Linked DNA regions of Bos taurus: region 1 is linked to region 2. The links are chromatin contacts, called in public Hi-C maps. All regions are on one chromosome and are shown on one strand. The core of a region is the stretch at or near the end of the contact, and the rest is flanking DNA. Distances in the headings are between cores, read along the strand shown.

Region 1 (5,357 bases), core at 1,759-4,258, 170 kb before region 2:
CCAAGGGACATTTCATGCAAAGATGGACACAATAAAGGACAGAAACAGTTTGGACCTAACAGAAGCAGAAGATATTAAGAGGTGGCAACATATACAGAAGAACTGCACAAAAAAGGTCTTAATGACCCAGATAACCACGATGGTGTGATCACTCACCTAGAACCAGACATCCTGGAGTGTGAAGTCAAGTGGGCCTTAGGAAGCATCACTATGAACAAAGTTAGTGGAGGTGATGGAATTCCAGCTGAGCTATTTCAAATCCTAAAAGATAATGCTGTGAAAGTGCTGCACTCAATATGTCAGCAAATTTGGAAAACTCAGCAGTGGCCACAGGACTGGAAAAGATCAGTTTCATTCCAATCCCAAAGAAGGGCAATGCAAAGAATGTTCAAACTACTGCACAATTGCACTCATCTCACACACTAGTGATGTAATCCTCAAAATGCTTCAAGTTAGACTTCAACAGTACATGAACGGAGAACTTCCAGATGTACAAGCTAGATTTATAGAAAAGGCAGAGGAACCAGAGATCAAATTGCCAACATCTGTTGGATCATTCATTACTATATGTAAAGCAGATGGCCAGTGCAAGTTTGATGTGTGAAGCAGGGCACCCAAAGTTGGTGCTCTGGGACAACCCAGAGGGATAAGGTGTGGAAGGAGATGGGAGGGGAGTTCAAGATGGGAGGGGACACATGTGTACCTGTGGCCAATTCATGTTGTTGGATGGCAAAACTGTCACAATACTGTGATATCCTCCAATTAAAATAAATTAACTAAAAAAAAAAAATATTGACAGGGGAAAAAAAAAAAAGAGAGAGAGAGAGAAAAAACAAGGGAATTCCAGAAAGACATCTACTTCTGCTTCACTGACTACACTAAAACCTTTGACTGTGTGGATCACAACAAACTGTGGAAAATTCTTCAAGAGATGGGAATACCAGACCACCTTACCTGTCTCCTGAGAAACCTGTATGCAGGTCAAGAAGCAACAGTTAGAACTGGACATTGAACAATGGACTGGTTCCAAATTGGGAAAGGAATACATCAAGGCTGCATATTGTTACCTTGCTTATTTAACTTACATGCAGAGTACATCATGAGAAATGCTGGGCTGGATGAAGCACAAGCTGGAATCAAGATTTCTGGGAGAAATATCAATAACCTCAGATATGCAGATGACACCACCCTTATGGCAGAAAGTGAAGAGGCACTAAAGAGGCTCTTGATGAAAGTGAAAGAGGAGAGTGAAAAAGCTGGCTTAAAACTCAACATTCAGAAAACTAAGATCATGGCATCTGGTCCTATTACTTCATGACAAATAGATCGGGAAACAATGGAAACAGTGAGAGACTTTATTTTGAGGGGCTCCAAAATCACTGCAGATGGTGACTACAGCCATGAAATTAAAAGATGCTTGCTCCTTGGAAGAAAAGCTATGACCAACCTAAAAGCAGAGACATTAGCTTGCCAACAAAAGTTTGGCTAGCCAAAGCTATGGTTTTTCCAGTAGTCATGTATGGATGTGAGAATTGGATGATAAAGCAAGCTGAATGCTGAGGAATGATGCTTTTGAACTGTGGTGTTGGAGAAGACTCTTGATAGTTCCTTGGACTGCAAGAAGATCAAACCAGTCAATCCTAAAGGAAATCAATCCTGAATATTCATTGGAAGGACTGATGCTGAAGTTGAAGTTCCAATACTTTGGCCACCTGATGGGAAGAACTGACTCACTGGAAAAGACCCTGATGCTTGGAAAGATTGAAGGCAGAAGGAGAAGGGGATGACAGAGGATGAGATGGTTGGATGGCATCACCAACTCGATGGACATGAGTTTGAGTAAGCTCCGGGAGTTGGCAATGGACAGGGAAGCCTGGGGTGCTGCAGCCCATGGGGTCACAAAGAGTCAGACACGACTGAACTGAACTGAACTTTTAGATCCCTTCATGATATGGCCTCTGGGGGGTCTTGACCTCGTTCTCATCTGTAGCACATTCCCTCCTCTCCTGCTTCCTGACTGTTCTTTCTGAACACTTTCCTCAGGAAACCCTTCCCTCTCTCCTTGCTGCAGGAATCCTCTTCCCTTGAGGGTGAAGTCTCCCTCAGCAGGTGTTCTTGGTCCTGCAGTGAGCCTTTCTCTGAGTGTTTTCCATGGACCTCCTGAATTGGAAGAATTCTCTGTTGACCCTGAGAGTTCTTGCCCCATATCAGACCTGGGGGAGGGACCCTGGAATCTGCTTGTCAACAAGGTCTCCTCTTGTCCCTCTGCATCTGGGAGCTGGGAAACTCTTTTTTCTATTGCATCTGAAGTTCCTCAGAACTTTAGCCTCTCAGAAGCCTCATCTTCTTTCCCTCCTTTGCTGTACTTGCTTTTCCTCAAGTCCTGTAGAGGTGTTCAGTTTTCCATTGACTTCCACTATGGATGTTCAGTATGTGATAGTTGGTTCTTATAGTCTGCCAAAGATATGGCAGACTAGAACCAGATATGACAGGAAAATGAGCTTGGAATTCTAAACAACCTTTGAAAAATTAACAACAACAAAAAAAATCTTGAGACCAGAAGCCGTGAATCGTCTGGGGCTACTTGTGCAGTTATTGTTGAAATTACTGGAGCTGTTGATTATTTGGAAATCAAATCCCATAAACAAATTGGCTGTGCCATCAGTCATAAAAAGATCTGGCTCTGGGAGATCCTGATGGGCAGGAACAAACAGGGACATGGGAAGAGAATGGGGAGGCTCAGAACTGCATGAATTGAGTAGAAATGTTTGGCGAGCTGCAAGGAGCAGCTGCTCCCTGTGAGCTGGGCCCTAGGGACTTGTGGAAGGAAAGACAAGTTCTGGGAGGGCTGATGTCATCGAAACCACTCTCTGGAGACATAGGTGCTGTTCACTGGGAAGGCGAGTAGCCCTCTGTCACATGAAGGGCTTTGCTGATCTCTGACACTGGATATTCCCCCCAGCTCTGCTGCCAGGAACTAGGGGAGAGAGTGCTTTGGGGCATGAGTCAGGGCCAGGAATGCCAGGCACAACCAGGGAAGGAGCCAAAGAAGATGACTCTGGTATAAACCCTGGCCACTTGGGTGGAAAATAAATCAAAGAGAAGGAGTGGAGACGGTTGTGGTAGGGAGTGTGCACTCACTCCCCCAATCTGTTGCTCCACACGAGTCAGCTTCCCTGTGCAAGCCTGGCAGCAGATGCCCTGCTCCTTCTTGGGGGGCAGGCCAGGCAGAGGGTAGAGCCTCTTCTCTTACTGTTAGACAGACCTGGGTTCAAGTTCCTTTTCTGCTACTTTACTTACTAGTTGTGTGATGCTGGTAAACCCAAGTTCTTCTCAGACTGCTTCTTTTTTTTTTTTTTTTTTAAGACTAGTCAAGTGCAGTAGTGAGAAGGGAGGAACTCAGACTGCTTCTTTATCAGTAAAATGAGGATAACTAAAGTGCCTGTATACAGGGTTGCTGCAGAATGTGGATGGAGCTTACACATGTGACATGCTTAGTTTAGTGCCTGCTCATGGTTGACATTCGATAATTGTTCAGTTATTATTACATTACTAACCAGGAAAGAAAGATCTTCAATGAAGTATTTGGCCCCCAATTATTAAATCTATCCTTAATCTCTTTCCCTATAGACTGGGATGGACCTGCTATTGAGAGTTAAAGAAATTTCATCTTGTTTCCTGACTCCTTTCAGTGAAAAGGGTTTCTTCTCTGCATTTCTTTTTTACAGAAAGAAAATTGAACCAACATGGTCAGTCTTGAGTTTCACAGAGCTCTCAGTCTGCAGGGAAGAAAGAAGAAGAAAGAAGCAATTTCAGCTCTGTAGGGGAGCATTTCAAAAAGGGAGTATGAGGGGATTGGGCTCAATTATTCATAATATACGTATTTCTCTCAATTTCCTTAAAATCTGGAGGTCTGGTTTTAGGAAGTTACTAAAACTTGAAAAACTGCAGGCACTGCATAGATACTTGATGGACAGTTATAACATAAGATATGTACTCACCACATTTAGAAGAATTATAAAGGTAAGAGTTGTATAGTAGGCAGAACCCTGGTCTTGGGGAGAGAAGAGCTGGGTGTGCATTCTGGCCTACTTGCTGTATAACATAGGGTATGTCACTAAACCACTCTGAGCCTCAGTTTATTCACCTAAAAATGGGGATGAGGACATCGACCACCCAAGGCAATGGAAAGAATACATACAATTGTACTGAAGACAACTGTAAAATGATGAACAAATGGGAAATTGTTTATCTGGGAATTTAAAAACCAGAATCTTCCAAGCAACAAAATGCTGAATATAGCAAAATCTAGTTCAGGTTTAACAGACTGACATTTGAGTTCTTACTGTGTAAGAGCCAAAGTAGACCTATTTAATTTAATTCTCATAAATAACTTGTGAGATAATGCTGTTATCATATCTATTTTACAGATGATAAACCCAAGGCACAGAGAAGTGAGGTAACTCATCCCATATCCCCCAAACTAGCAAGTGTCAAAGCCTGAACACACACTTGGGTGATTTGAGCTTAGAGCACATCCTCTTTTTTAGTAGACTCACTGCATGCACTCATGATCTCATCTCTGGAGTTTCAGCTTTAGCGTCATTCCTTCCAAAGAACACCCAGGACTGATCTCCTTTAGAATGGACCGGTTGGATCTCCTTGCAGTCCAAGGGACTCTCAAGAGTCTTCTCTAACACCACCACTCTAATAGAATGGCTCTAAAATTGTTTTTAAAATAAGCATTCACTTTCAAAATCATACTATCAGGGTGCCTGAAGAAAGAGTCAGTATGGCCCAAGAATACAGGGCAATGAGATAACCCACTGGGCTGTGAAGTACCTAGATGATGACCATTGGTATGTCACAGGGGGCATCCTGAGCAATTTAGGCAGGGCAGAGCCAACTGTGATGGAAATCACAGTGACATCATGGTGGTGGCATTAGTAACACACCAGCTCTGACCTATGTGGATCCATTATGTGCTTTGGTGGTGAACATCTGTTTTATTGCACTAAACTGCACTTGTGCAAATATCAGTCCCCTTGGAAAAAGAAACCAAAGAGAAACTTCCAGAGGACCCGTGGAGCCTAGACCAAGTCTTCTGTCAACTGTTGTACTCTTTGGAAATAATACGTTTAAACGTCCGTAGCTCCAGTAATCTGGAATATATCCTGTCTTGAAATCCCCCTTCCAGTCACTGGCCACCCGACGGCAGTCGGTTGGCCGCTCGAGTTTTTTCACCAGCAGGTGGCAGCACGAGCGCCGGTCTTGGCCTGGTCAGGACGCTCCGGGCTGCGGAGTTCATGACACAGAAAACTGGAAGATGAGACGGGAGTTAGATACAGAAATAAGAC
Region 2 (4,810 bases), core at 2,007-4,506:
TTGTGGCTCCCAGGCTTGAGAGCACAGGCTCCATGGTTGTGGCGCAGGCCCTTGGTTGCTCCGTGGCATGTGGGATCTTCCCGGACAAGGGATCAAACCTGTGTCTGCTGCATTGGTGGTCAGATTCTTTCCCACTGAGCCATCAGGGAAACCCTGTTTGGTTTTTTGTTGTTGTTGTTATTTTTAGTATTTATTTATTTGGCTGTGCCGATTCTTACCTGTGGCACATGGGATCTTTCAGTTGTGGCCTGTGGGATCTTTAGCTGCAACAAGTGGGATCTAGTTCCCTGACCAAGGATGGACCCTGGGCCCCCTGCCCTGGGAGCATGAAGTCTTAGCTCCTGGACCACCAGGGAAGTCCCTGGCCTTCCCTGTTTTTATAGTATGAATATATCTAAGGACACTCAGGGCTTCCCAGGTGACTCAGTGGGTAAAGAATCCACCTGCAATGCAGGAGTCATAAGAGATGCGGGTTCAATCCTTGGGAAGATCCCCTGGAGGAGGGCTTGGCAACCCACTCCAGTGTTCTTGCCTGGAAAATCCCACGGACAGAGGAGCCCAGTGGGCTCCAGTCCATAGAGTCTCAAAGAGTCAGACATGACTGAAATGACTGAGCACACACAAGGACACTCAAGAAACATTAATAATGGTTGCTTTGGGGATGTGGAGAAGAAAAGAGATATCTGCTTTTCACTTTTTCCCACTTTTGTACTGTTTGAACATTTTGAAAAATCAGATGTTAAAATTGTTTTCTAGACATAACAACTTGCTTAACAATAAAATACATCTTACCTCTGATCTTAGGATCTTCTTAAATATTTTGTTTAGCAAATGAACCGTCAATGAGCAAATGAAATATGAGATGTTTTCTTAATCCATTGCCTCATACACCAAATATAATCATTCAGCAGAATAATCTTGCTGGGCCTCACTGGGCCCTATGCCCTGTGGCTGTGTACTTAAGAAACCAGCTATAGGTTTCTTCCTGTAGATTCTCCTGCCCCAGAGCCTTGCTCCTGCCCAGCCAGTCTGACTGTCCCAGACCCACAGATACCATCCCCTTTCATACCAAATGACATAGCCTCTGCTCTGGACTTCTAGGATGTCCTGGAAGGTAAACAGTGGTGGTAGGACTTGGGCCAGGAATAGGATAGGAGTAGGCAAGAATTAGAGGGGCTGAGAACTAGAAGAGAGGAGCCACGTAATCAAAGAAGCCATGACAGTGACAGCAGTAACTGCCGACTGACGGCTTACCGTGGACCTGTATACTCAGTTACAATGTGTTCTGTATTTTGTGTAAGCTCATGAGCCCTGGGAAAGTCAGCATTATGAGCCCTGTTCTGCAGGCGAGGTGACACGCTCAGAGCGTCCATACAGGTACTGAAGCAGCTGAGCTGGAATTCAAAACGGAGCCTGCTGCTGCTCTGTGTGAGCAGCTCATGCATGGTGGGGAGGTGGGCACTAGGGAAGGGGTCCATTCAGTGTCTCAAGGGGTCACCTTACAATTTAGCTCCAGGCGTCATGATGCTGGGCCTGTCTCAGAGATATTGGACTCTGGAAGGACTAAAGTCTTTGGCTGTGTTAGTTGTGATTATGAGTGTTTGTGGAGGGGCATCAGGCAGCAGAGATGAAGAGGAATGTCTGAACTGGCGGAGTCTGAAAAGAATGACATTCCTTCTTGGGAATGGATTTATCAGCAGTACTTTATTATTTGTGATTTCCCTACAGTCCATCAGCAAATACTGCAAAACCACCATTCTTGATGGAGCTATCCCCTCCAGTGAATCCAGCTGGGCTAGCCTTGAATCGTGACCAACCAGGGGCAGCCTCGGCTGCCTCAATCCCCCGCGGTCGCCGATTCAGCAGATTCACGTATCCTGGGCTACAGAATGCTGAGGCAGGCGATTCATCTTTGATTTTCCTTTTCATCCCCCATGAGAGCCTCACATAGTTTTCCCTACAAACTGGCTGATGTCCCACTGCCAGGGGAGGCTCAGAACTGGTATGCCTGGAAAAGTCACCCATGGCCACAAGGGGAGCAGTCTCTCTAGATGGGGTTGAGGTTGCCCTAGCTATCTAGCAATGGTGGCTAAAGGGCTGGGGGACCGCTAGATGCAATGGAAGGGACAGAAAATTAGTACTTCCTGAGGAGGAGTGCTGAAGTCTCTGGCAAAGATCCTGGTGGCTTTTCTTAGACAGATTTCTTCAGTCTTGCCTCAGGATGTTTCTTTTACTTTTTTTCAGTCTGAGAAGCAGCCCTGACGCTGGGCCTGGGGGACTCAAGTGTGAGTGTCAGGCTGTGTTTGCCAAGAGCCTGGATGGAAGGTTTCTAGTCCTTATTGAGTGTGTTCTGAGTTCTTGGTATTGTGCTGAGTACTTGAGGCATCTTACTTGGTTTTCCCCTCACCTTAGCCACATCAGGTAGGAGGCTCCTGCTCTGGAGATGAGGCAGCTGAAGCTCAGAGGCTCAGGAATCTGCCATGTCCCCAGATTGGCTGGAGTTCTGGTGTGGGTAATGTGGGAGCCAGAGCCAGTCTCTCTTATGTATTGTTACCAGCAAACCAGGGTTGTGTGGAGGTAAGGCCCATGTAATCTCGGGGGCATGATGTCCACTTCAGGCTGCCCCTCTGGATGATAGGGACTGTGCTGGTGAGTGCCCTCAAGGACCTGGGCAGAGGTTGGCCTTTCTCAGGACCAAACACTCCTTGCTGCTGAGAGCATGTGGGTCAGAATAACCCCTTGTTTCTCTTAGTCAGAGTGCATCCCAGATCCCTTGATCCATTCTCCCTTACTTCAGTGGCAAGTCTCCCATCAGGAGAAGGGCTGAGTATTGACAAACATGCCAATAAGTGAATCCCCCCCACCCCCCGAAATAATCATGTATCCTTTCAGAAGGCATGTGGCGGGGCACTGGAAGACTGGTGGAGCAGGCCTGGTTGAGGAGACTGCTCAGGGGACAAGTCCACCTTGTCCCAGTCCTGGCCTGCCCCCTGAGCCCCAGCCCCGGCTTGGGCCTCCACGCCTCTTCAGCACTTCCATTCTGCACCGCACAATGGTGTGTGTCCCCGCAGCCCCTATTATCATCTGGAATCTAGATGTTTCCTGTTCGGCTCTGCTTATTTCCTGGAGGGACTGTGCCTTCCTGTGGCACCTGGAGCTCTTGACCCACTTGTGTCTGTGGAGTCTCCCTCTCTCCCCTCTCGCCCGCACCCTGTGGCTTGTCGGAGTGGCCGGACTCTTGTCTCATATACTCTTAGGTCAGCATTCTCTCACACTTGAGTAAGCCTGGCAGGGGGCACCTGCTAGACTTATTTACGAGGCCTCTTAACTTACAGTTAGCTGGATTCCATTCCACTCCCTTGTGTGACTCTCATTCCTGCCGAGGCATTTTGCCGTCACTGTGTACAAACTTAAAGACTACATTTTGTTCAGAGATCACAATTTGGCCAAAGGCCCAGGTGGGCCATGAGCTTGTAGCAGTGTATTGGGTGTCCTCGGGGCATGAAGAACAAAACCGAGGCCTGGTCTCTTGATGCAGGGCTTGATGGGCCCTGTGAGCTCAATGGGGACTTGGGTGAAAGCCCTTGGGAAATAGTCAGCTTTTGTGAGGGGGGTGGGCACCCCATCATTGAATAGGAAACTGATTCTTCATGTGTATCCTAAAAGTAATATACAAGTGGTTAGCATTAAGAAAAAGAATATGAGGCAATACATAAAAGTGTGTAGAAAAAACTAAGACCCACTTTTTTCACCCACATCTCATCACCTAGAGATGACCAGTCCAGTGTTTATGGCAGAATTCTTGGGTTTTATGTTTTGGTCTCTGTGAAACAGTTACGCTTTGTCTCCTGAATTAATAGTGGCCCTTCTCTCTGCAGAACATGGAGAGTTCCTGGCTCTGGACCTTGGAGGGACCAACTTCCGTGTGCTTTGGGTAAGAGTAACAGACAATGGACTCCAGAAGGTTGAGATGGAGAGCCAGATCTATGCCATCCCCGAGGACATCATGCGAGGCAGTGGCACCCAGGTATGATGGCCACTGGGGCTCTGGGCCCTACAGGAGCAGATGATGCTCCTTCTCTGTGGTCTTGGAGGAAGGAGATCTTGACTCCCCTCTTTGCCGGGTGATGCCCCTCAACGCCTGGAGGCTAGGTGGGGGCCTCCATCAGGAGAGGTGCATGTGGCCAGAGAGCATATGCACGAGACCCCAGGGTCTGGATGTGCTTTAGTGGGAGGGATTTTGACTTTCTCTCTCATCTGAGCTTTGCTTGCATGCACTGGTGATTGAGGAATCTGATGTCAGGAGGCTGGACCAGTACACCTGGATACCTATGATTAGTGGTGTCATTGAATAGCAAGTCAGGAGAAGACATAATTGTGGCTTGACACTGCCACCTGTCACAGTGATTGTTCTGACTCACCATTGTTAGCATAGCAAAACATGGAATGGAACCTGCTTCTTAACCTTTTTGGTTATTTGCTCTCCCTCTTTTTGACGTTCTGAAACAGAAGAGGTTTTACACACAGGGATAGGAGCCTGTTGAAAAAAATCCAGCTTTGGGGTGTCTCTTCTACCTGGCACTGCAGTGGGCTCTGTGTACTTCCACACTGGCCCCAAATCATGCTAAGTCATCCCCACATCTCTGTGACCCCAAGTCACGTTCTGTACTCGGCACATACGATAAAAAGAGTGGATGGAGAAGAAATGTGAAATCCAAGTAGAGTTGTCTCAGTGATAGCTAGAAGAGAACAAGCAAGGATGGACTTGCCATCATGATAGTGTCTGAACGTGTGTTGAGCACCTACTGTG

Evidence for each region. A called contact is a pair of places that touch in the nucleus more often than the background predicts.
Region 1: a contact with region 2 is called in a Hi-C map of skeletal muscle, with 2.9 times the contacts expected there. The contact joins two enhancer-like sites. A contact is called at or near these places in 3 of 11 Hi-C or Micro-C datasets (liver, skeletal muscle and an unstated tissue).

The regions. Positions count from the first base shown.
Region 1 is chr11:9,936,757-9,942,113 of ARS-UCD2.0, reverse strand. No RefSeq gene overlaps it. Among named protein-coding and RNA genes, the nearest start is that of SEMA4F, 47 kb to the left of the region's middle. Within about 2 kb of position 3,008, at least 12 of the 102 cell types and tissues checked have an H3K27ac peak or open chromatin away from gene starts, as enhancers often do. A contact at or near this core is called in skeletal muscle, where this site is marked.
Region 2 is chr11:9,768,682-9,773,491 of ARS-UCD2.0, reverse strand. It overlaps HK2 (hexokinase 2), which reads left to right. Exons shown (of 18, transcript XM_015473383.2): 3 at 3,879-4,027. Among named protein-coding and RNA genes, the nearest start is that of HK2, 39 kb to the left of the region's middle. Within about 2 kb of position 3,256, at least 1 of the 102 cell types and tissues checked has an H3K27ac peak or open chromatin away from gene starts, as enhancers often do. A contact at or near this core is called in skeletal muscle, where this site is marked.